Linked DNA regions of Sus scrofa: region 1 is linked to region 2. A link is a contact called in public HiChIP or PLAC-seq data. All regions are on one chromosome and are shown on one strand. Each heading gives the region's core, a stretch centred on a gene start, on an enhancer-like site or on the middle of the called end of the contact. The rest is flanking DNA. Distances are from core to core; before and after follow the strand shown. Region 1 holds the start of GDAP1L1 (ganglioside-induced differentiation-associated protein 1-like 1). Region 2 holds the start of FITM2 (fat storage inducing transmembrane protein 2).

What was found. HiChIP or PLAC-seq counts read pairs in DNA pulled down with a chosen protein or histone mark.
Region 1: an H3K27ac HiChIP or PLAC-seq map of alveolar macrophages shows a contact between it and region 2. The contact joins the promoter of GDAP1L1 here to the promoter of FITM2 in region 2. A contact is called at or near these places in 2 of 5 promoter capture datasets (fetal liver and liver), 20 of 47 Hi-C or Micro-C datasets (blood, brain, embryonic fibroblasts and 10 more) and 2 of 2 datasets of contacts at active chromatin or transcription factors (alveolar macrophages and skeletal muscle).

What each region holds. Positions count from the first base shown.
Region 1 is chr17:46,707,116-46,711,541 of Sscrofa11.1, forward strand. GDAP1L1 (ganglioside-induced differentiation-associated protein 1-like 1) reads left to right here and starts at 2,145. Exons shown (of 6, transcript XM_003360003.4): 1 at 2,145-2,534. The coding sequence starts at 2,355.
Region 2 is chr17:46,744,072-46,748,182 of Sscrofa11.1, forward strand. It overlaps FITM2 (fat storage inducing transmembrane protein 2), which reads right to left and starts at 1,827. Exons shown (of 3, transcript NM_001128460.1): 1 at 1,646-1,827. The coding sequence starts at 1,818.

The DNA of each region.
Region 1 (4,426 bases), core at 895-3,394, 37 kb before region 2:
GGAACCTCCATATGCTGTGGGTGCAGCCCTAAAAAGCAAAAAAAAAAAGGGGGGGGGGAAATGGTATTGTCTCATATAAGAAAATGACCTGTGTTAGATATAAAGTAACTCTGAAGTATTTAGTGGATGAAATACCCTATCTATAACTTATTTCAAAATACTTCAGGTCCTCACACCCCCCAATTAAACAAATATGGTAGAATTTTGGCAATGATTCTATCTAGATGATAGATACATGGGTGTTTGTGGAGCTCTTTTCTTTGCTGTTTCACATGTTTGAGTTTTTTTTTATAATAAAATGTCAAAAAAGAAAAGCAAATAAAAACTATGAGATACCATTTTTTCACCCAGAGAAAAGAAAAAAAAAGTTAAAAATATGCTGTATTGGCAGGAATGTAGAGGAGCACTTTTGTAGGTTGTTAGTGGGAAGTATGAGTTGGTACAGGCTTTTCAGAGGAAACTTTGGCAAAGACATATTCTTCGATCCAACAATTCCACTTCTAGAAATTTATCATACAGATTATCCTCAAACACATGTACAAGTATATATGAATAAGGATATTCACCACAACATTGTTTTTATAACAAAAGACTGGAACAGCATGTATATCCATCATTTTGTGGTGCATACATACAGTGTGGCCTGTTATAAAGTATGGAAAGAAATTTTGCTGATAGAAAACTCTTTCCAAGATGCATTGCTAAGTAAAACATGCAAAGAGCGGGCCAGTTTGTCTTATCACTTTGCCTCAAAAGTGTTTTGTACACAGTGAGTGTACAATTAAGATTTGTTGAGATAAATAGTACATATTTCAGTGTGACTGCTCTGAGTCAGCCTCTCTGGATGCATTCAGGTCAAAGATACAGACAGGGACCCAGCTTTTCCACATTGATCCAGTTTCTAAGGTCTTATTTCCCTGATTTCACAGATATTTGAATTTTCCCTCAAGACACACCATGTCCTTTTTCGCAAAATCAAATGATGAGTGAAACATCTTGAGGATGAAATAAAAATTTCATGAAGAGAGCATTTGCTGAACTAGGGAGGCTGATGTGGCAACTGGAATGCAGCTCCAAGCTTCCTGGCAACCAAAGCAAAAAGGGAAACCCATGAGCCACAGAACTTTTGTTATCTGGTAGAAGGAAGAACACTGGTTGCGCCAGAGCTGTGCTCATTGGTCTGGGGCGATGATGATGGGACCAGGAGTCCTTGGTAGCATGATGTGGGGTGGGGGTGAAGGAACAAACTGAGATGCTTATTTTCCTGGTACCATCTATTTGCTCAACAATAAATAAAACATTATAGCAAGGTCAGCAAGGCTATATTAAGGGACTTTATGTAATGTTCCCATGAATGTTTAAGATAAACTAAGTGACAGCAAAGGCACTGCAGGTTCCTCTAGTCGTGCCTGTCTCCAAGGGTGAAGATGTGACCTTGGACCAATGAACTGACATCTCTGAGCCTCACCTCCCTCCTCTGGGAAAAATGATTACTGTGCAGATCAGATGAGATGATGCATGTCCAGCACTTGGGCTGATAAATGCTTGCTGTGCTGTCGTTCAGATGAATGTCATGTTATGACCTTATGGCTGAAAGTGCAGACTCTGGAGCCAGTCAGCCTGGGTTCGAATTTCAGCTCCACCACTTATTAGCTAGGTGACCCTGGGTAAGGTCGCGTACCCTCTCCATGCCTCAGTTTCCTCCTCTGTAAAATGAGGCTAATAGGTTATTGCAAGGGTTAAATGAATTGATGGTCGTCAAGCCCTTAGGACAGTGCCTGGACGCACAGGAGTCCATGCTATCTATGTAAGTGTTCAATAAATCATCTTTGTTCCCTTCTGCCCTTATGGGTCCTCCAGGAAAAGAGTTAGAAAATAACAGCTTCAAAGAGAGACAAGCTATTTCCAGACACTAATGTACAAAAAAAGGGATGGATTTCTATAATGCCAGTTTCCTATTTGCCTTTTAGAAGATTGAGAGGCAGAATGCGTTTATAATGGTGGAATCTTCTTTTAGGTGGCAGGCCAGATTGGAGCTATTGGGGGGCATGGGCCTCTTCCCTGGGGCGCCTAACACCCTTCCACCAAGTCTGACAGAGGACTGGCGGTGGCTTTTCCGGCGCGGGCCAGGGGCGGGCCAAGGAGGGGAGGAGGAGGAGCAGGAGGAGGAGGAGGGAAGGAGCTCCCGGGATCCCCCTCCCCTCCCCCACTCCAGTGAGTAATGACATTCACGGGGAAGGGAGGGCGGGAGGGAGCGAAGGAGAGGGGCAGGCTCGGCGAGGCCATGTGATGCTGGGCGAGAGAGCCGCCGCCGCCGGAGCCTCCCTCTTTCCTCCCTCCGCTTTCGGGCTGTCATGGCGACCCCCAACAACCTGACCCCCACCAACTGCAGCTGGTGGCCCATCTCGGCGCTGGAGAGCGATGCGGCCAAGCTGGTCGAGGCCCCCGACGCACCCGCCGCGGCCAGCCACGCCCATTGGCCCAAGGAGAGCCTGGTTCTGTACCACTGGACCCAGTCCTTCAGCTCGCAGAAGGTAGAGCGCGGAGGGAGCTGGGGAGCCGGGGTGCTGCCGGCGGCTAGGAGCCTTGGGGGAGGGGGCCGGCGAGGGTTGAAGGGGTCTGAAGACCTGGTGAGACTGGAGGGTAGAATCTGGGGTTTCGGGGCCCAGAGAACGGGGGATGCTGGGCTGCTCTCCCAGGAGGTGACGGGCCCTTGTCTGGGGCCCCAGGAACACCGTCCCTAATGCTAGGCACATCCATTCTGCCTTTTTTCCTCCCAGAAAGACCCAGTAGGTTGGGGGGCTGAGAAGAGAGACAAAGGCAAGGGCAAGGAAATGGGCACCGCTGGGAAGGCGGCCTGTTGGAGGGGGCGGCTGCTGCGGGGAGGGGAAGGAGCGCTTCCTGGGGTCCAGCTTCCAGCCCCGAGAGTCCTATTGCAGGTCCTCCCCCCGCGCTGCTGTCCCGGCTACCTTGGGCCTTCAGGTCAAGGCTCCTCTGCTCCTCTGCCTGGCCGGGGGCATTCCTCTGGGTCTTGAAGGGTCTGTCCCTAACCCTCCCCCCAACCCACCCCCTAATCTTGAGCTGAGAAGGAAGGAGTTAACCCATCTCCTCAACCCAGCTCAGCTCGGCCCATAAGATCTTGTGTTTTTTGCTCTTAAAGGCACAGAGGGCTGCATGGTCTCTTCTCAGACCCAGGGAGCTAAAAGGCAGTTGGGAATCGAGCCTGATGTTGAGTTATCAGGGTTCCCGCTTCCTGGGGGTGAGGTCTGGGCACTGCACCTGTAAGACAGGGCGCCTCTAGGGGCGCAATCTCCCACCCTGGGTGGCTGTGCTGTCTGTGGGACATGGATTCAGCACCATGGCCAGGTCCCAGCCACGGTCCAGTTGGGGCCTAAGCATCAGCCCTTGCCTGACCCTTTGACCTCTCTTCTCCCTGAGAGATCCTTTTGTTCCACTCACTCGATTTCCAGATGGAGAAACAGACTCCGTAAAGAGAAAGGGCCTTGTAACCAGACTATCTGGTTTAATTCTTGATCCAGGCTGTTTCATTATCGGGAAAAGGGAATGATAATAACAATAATACCTATTTCTTCTAATCACAACCCCTTCTCAGGGTTACGGAGAGGACTGCTGACAAGCCGACATAGTTTAGTGTTCTAGACTGGCACTACTCAGGCTTGAGCATACGGTTCTGGTTCAAGCACAGGATACTGGGTCCCACTCCAGAGACTGTGATTCAGGAGCCCTGGAGTGGGACCAAAGAGGTGGCATCCTAAAAGGCTACCAGGTCATGCTGATGATGCTGGTCCACCCATCCCCCTTTGAGTAGTTCTCAGTTTAAAGTATAGACTCTGAGGCCAGACAGTGCCCAGCAGGAGAGCCACCTTCCCCAATAATTCATCATGGAGTGTTTTGGCAGGTCGCTGAGCCTCCCCAAAGCCTCAGTTTATAATCTGTAAAATGGAGCTAATGGCAGTACCTTCCTCGGAGGGCTATTGGGATGGTGAAAAGACACCATGCACAGAAGTGCCGAGAGCAGTGCCTGGCACGGTGTCAAGGCTCTGTTAATAATGGGTGTTATGAGGAGTTCCCATTGTGGCTCAGTGGTTAATGAGCCCAACTAGCATCTATGAGGATGTGGGTTCAATCCCTGGCCTCGCTCAGTGGGTTAAGGATCTGGCATTGCCGTGAGCTGTGGTGTAGGTTGCAGACGCGGCTCAGATCCCGTGTTGCTCTGGCTTTGGTGTAGACTGGCGGCTACAGCTCCGATGTGACCCCTAGCCTGGGCACTTCCATATGCCGCCGGTGCAGCCCTAAAAGGACAAGAAAGATAAAAAAAATTAAAAATGTAATAAATAAAATAAAAAATAATGGGTGTTATGAGATCACTAAAGCGCCAGGTAAAGGAGGGGTTGGAGTTAACCAA
Region 2 (4,111 bases), core at 577-3,076:
GGCCTCTGTTTCCTCAAATGCTGAATAGAATTGGGGGACCAATCGATTCTTTTGTTGTTGTTGTTGGTGGTCTTTTTAGGGCCACACTCACAGCATACGGAGGTTCCCAGGCTAGAGGTCAAATCAGAGTTGTAGCTGCCAGCCTACACCACAGCCACAGCAATGCCAGATCCGAGTCACATCTGTGGCCTACACCACAGCTCATGGCAACACCAGATCCTTAACCCAATGAGCAAGGCCAGGGATCGAACCCGAGTCCTCATGATACTAGTCCAGTTCTTTACCACTGAGCCATGATGGGAACTCCCCTAATCGATTCTTAAAATCCCCTCCAGAGCCAAGGATTCACTAGTTCCCTTTCATCAGTTAACCAGCACAGAGGTATGGAAGAGAACACCAGAATCCATAGCAACCTGCAAACCACAGGGACTTTACCAGGGTGCTCAGCTTCCAGCATCTCCCAGGCCAGATCAAGCAGCAACAGCCTTGTCTGCCTCCCCTGCACTTATCAAAGGTGGCTGACCTGGGACCAGCTGCAGCGAACACACATGCAAGAGATGTGGGGCCATGACCACTTTCATAATCTGCCCAGCCTCGTAAGTGGGGGAGGAAGGTGGGCCAAGGACAGAAGGCCTCTTTCTTGGGTTCCAAAAATGTCTCAGACACTACCCAAGAGCCTGTCGCTAAAATCTTCCCTGGGACTGATATGCAGGGAACTGGCCAGAGCCATGACCTGTTAGGTATTCGATGAAGCTGCTGGAGAGAGAAACCAGGGTTTTAAGCAGATAACCAAAACTGGACTGACTTCTGGGAGATGCCACAGACACCATAATCCTGAAGAGAAAAAACTCACATCAAGGGAGAATTTTTATCTTTCAGAATCTCCCTTTACTATTCCAACAGTGTTGTTGTCAATAACCTTAAAATCCAAGAGGTTTTTTTTTTTTTTTTTTTTTTTTTTTTAAAGGAGGGGGTGGGTAGACTTAAGAAATCTCAAAGAACCTGGCTGGGATTGTGTTCCTGGGCCACTGCCAGGAACTTTGAGTGGCTTAAGAAGATCCATGCAGATTCAGGGGAAAGGTCATAGACTGGAGGGTTCCACTCCTGCGACACTATCTTGGAGCGGGGTTGTCACAGGCTAGGATGGGGGTGGGGGGAAGGGCAGGTCTTTCTACCCTACCCAGGTGTGATGGGATTCTGTCACGCTGGGGGTGCAGGGGGTAATAACTGGACTTAGGGCAGAGGCACGGCGTCTGATGCCGGCAGGCAGGAGAGACGTGGCATATTCCCCAGGGCAGCGGCCAACCCCTAAACCCAAAGGAAATCGGGGTGGGGGTGGGAAGCTGGTTCATCCCCTCTTGCCACCTCCCACTCCTACACACACACAGACACACACACCTCCCTGCCCGTCACCCCTGCCCAGTCAGCTCAGACTGTCTTGTTTGGTGTGCAAACGCGACTTGCTGGTGACACTAGCTATTTCGGGGTCCCTCCATTTCGACCCGCGTGCAGACGCTGCTGTCACGATGGGGAGAAGGACCTCCCCTTCCAATGACTCGTCATCAGGGCAGCCAACCCCCAGCTGTCTGGGCAAGGCGACAGCGGTAGCTACGGCGGGGACAGGAGAAACCCGGGGCACACTCACACGTTGAGGACGTTGCGTTTGTTGCTGAGATAGCTCTCGGGCAGCGGTGAGAGTTCCTTGAGGAGGGACCCCGCCAGCATGGAAGCTGCCAGGGCCCAGGGCAGGTACCGCCGCACAGCCGCCCGCACCAGTGTTCCCCTGAGGACCCACGCGCAGCGCTCCAGGTGCTCCATGCCCGACCTCTTCGGCCACCGTCCGCCGACCCGTGCCTTCTCGGCCACCGTCTCGCCCTTCGTCCCGGCCGGCGAAACCACCTCCCTTTGAGCGCATGCGCGCTGCCCTCAGGCCCCGCCCTTGAGGAGGGTGCGCGTTCTGGAGCCCGCGCGCTCCCCCTCCTGGCCACCGGCGGCCTCTGCAGCGCGCTTGACTCCAAATTCGTCGCTTTCTCTTCACTCAAAATCACCTCCCGGAAAATCACCTTAGCTCCATCCGGGTAAGGCAGGTTTGAACCTCAGCCTCTATGCCTTGCTCTGATCAAAGAAAAAGAGTTTGTGGGAATATTTGCTGGAGGTAAGGAAGAATAAACGTTTCGTTGTAGGAGCTGGGACAGTGGTCTCAGCCTCTTTTGTTTTCTCATCTGTAAAATGAAGAGACAAGAGGAGATCGCCTTTCCCAAGAGTTAATTTATGAACTCAGGGTTCATTGTGGTGTCCAGAAACAGTTGCATGAGAATATAAATGCATACAATCATCGTATTTACATTTAAAATTATTGGATTTATTTTCACCTTCAAAACAACCACATACTTGTATTGAGCGAAAATGCTGGATGCTGAGGGTTAATGACGATAAGATGAGGGTGTTGATGACTCAGTTACTTATTTATCACAGAGTTAAACCTTCTCATCCCCTGGTCTGGTTGGGTGTGTAATTCAGTGTTTCCCAACCTTGAGGCATTTCTTTGCCACTGTATTAATTTTCTAGGACTGCCATAACAAGTTGCCAGAAACGTGTTGGCTTAAACCAACAGAAATATATTCTCTGGCAAGTCTGGAGGCCAGAAGTCTGAAATCAAGCTGTCGATGGGATTGGTTCCTTCTGGAGGCTCCTAGAAGGAGACCTTCCATGGCTCTCTTCCAGTGGCTGCAGGCAGTCCTGGGCATCCTTGGCTTATGGCTGCATCACTCCAATCTCTACTTCTTTCTTCCCATGGTCTTCTCCCTTCTGCGTGTCTGTGTGTCTTCTCTCCTTCCATCTATTATAAGGACACTCGTCACTGGATTTAGGGTCCACTCAAAATCCAAAATAATCACTTCATTAGATCCTTCATTACATGTGCAAAGACTTTATTTCCAAATAAGGTCATATTCCCAGGGATTAAGACTTTGATGTGTCCTTTGGCGCGGGGGGGGGGGGGTGTCACCATTCAACCCCCTGTATCCACTTGAACTGTTTCTGCCATGTCCATACACCACCAGTACTATTATTTCTTCACATTTTTCTTTAGACAATACACATTTAAAACTGAAATACTTATAGACTCCCAAGCAGAAATACCCATAGAATAATAGATTCTATGTGCCAGCTGTATTTCTTCTGTTACAAAAATGACATTTCTGGAGTTCCCTTTGTGGCTCAGCGGTTAACGAACCCGGCTAAGATCCACGAGGATGCGGGTTGATCCCTGGCCTTGCTCAGTGGCTTAAGGATCTGGCGTTGCCATGAGCTGTGGTGTAGGTTGCAGATGCATCTCGGATCCTGCTGTGCCATAGGCCCGCAGTGGTAGCTCCTATTGGACCCCTAGATTGGAAACTTCCATGTGCCGCGCATGCAGCCCTAAAAAGCAAACAAAAAAAGACATTTCTATTGAAATATTTATCATCTCCAGCTGCCTAAAGTAATTTCATGTCACTGTCCAGGGATAGCTACCGTACTTTGGGAAACACTTGCCTGATTTATGCCTGTGATAGATTGATGTTTAAATTCTCTCATGCAGAGAGTCAATCAACTAATAAGAGTGAAAGTATTAATTCCTTAAAACCATCTCAAGATGATCCTCATACCTGTAAATTGCATTTATCTGATCGTAATTTTTATGTAGCAAGATGTCTGGATCTTCAAAGAGTTAGATTTAGAAAAGCAAATGTAAATCAACTTCAATACCATTTTTTTAAAAAGCAAATGTAGTGGTAATTATACTAATTTGGTTTTCCATGGTTGGGGATCAAAGCCACACAGCTGAAAATATTTTAACTGTGAAGGTAGATTGTGAATAGCACCTGAAACCATCTCTATCCCCTAAAGATTGTCAGGTAGCCAAATAATAGCAAGCTGCATAATGGTTAAGAAGGAGGGGAGTTCCTGTCGTGGCGCAGTGGTTAACGAATCCGACTAGGAACCATGAGGTTGCGGGTTCGGTCCCTGCCCTTGCTCAGTGGGTTTAACGACCCGGCGTTGCCATGAGCTGTGGTGTAGGTCGCAGACGCGGCTCGGATCCCACGTTGCTCTGGCGTTGGCCGGTGGCTAC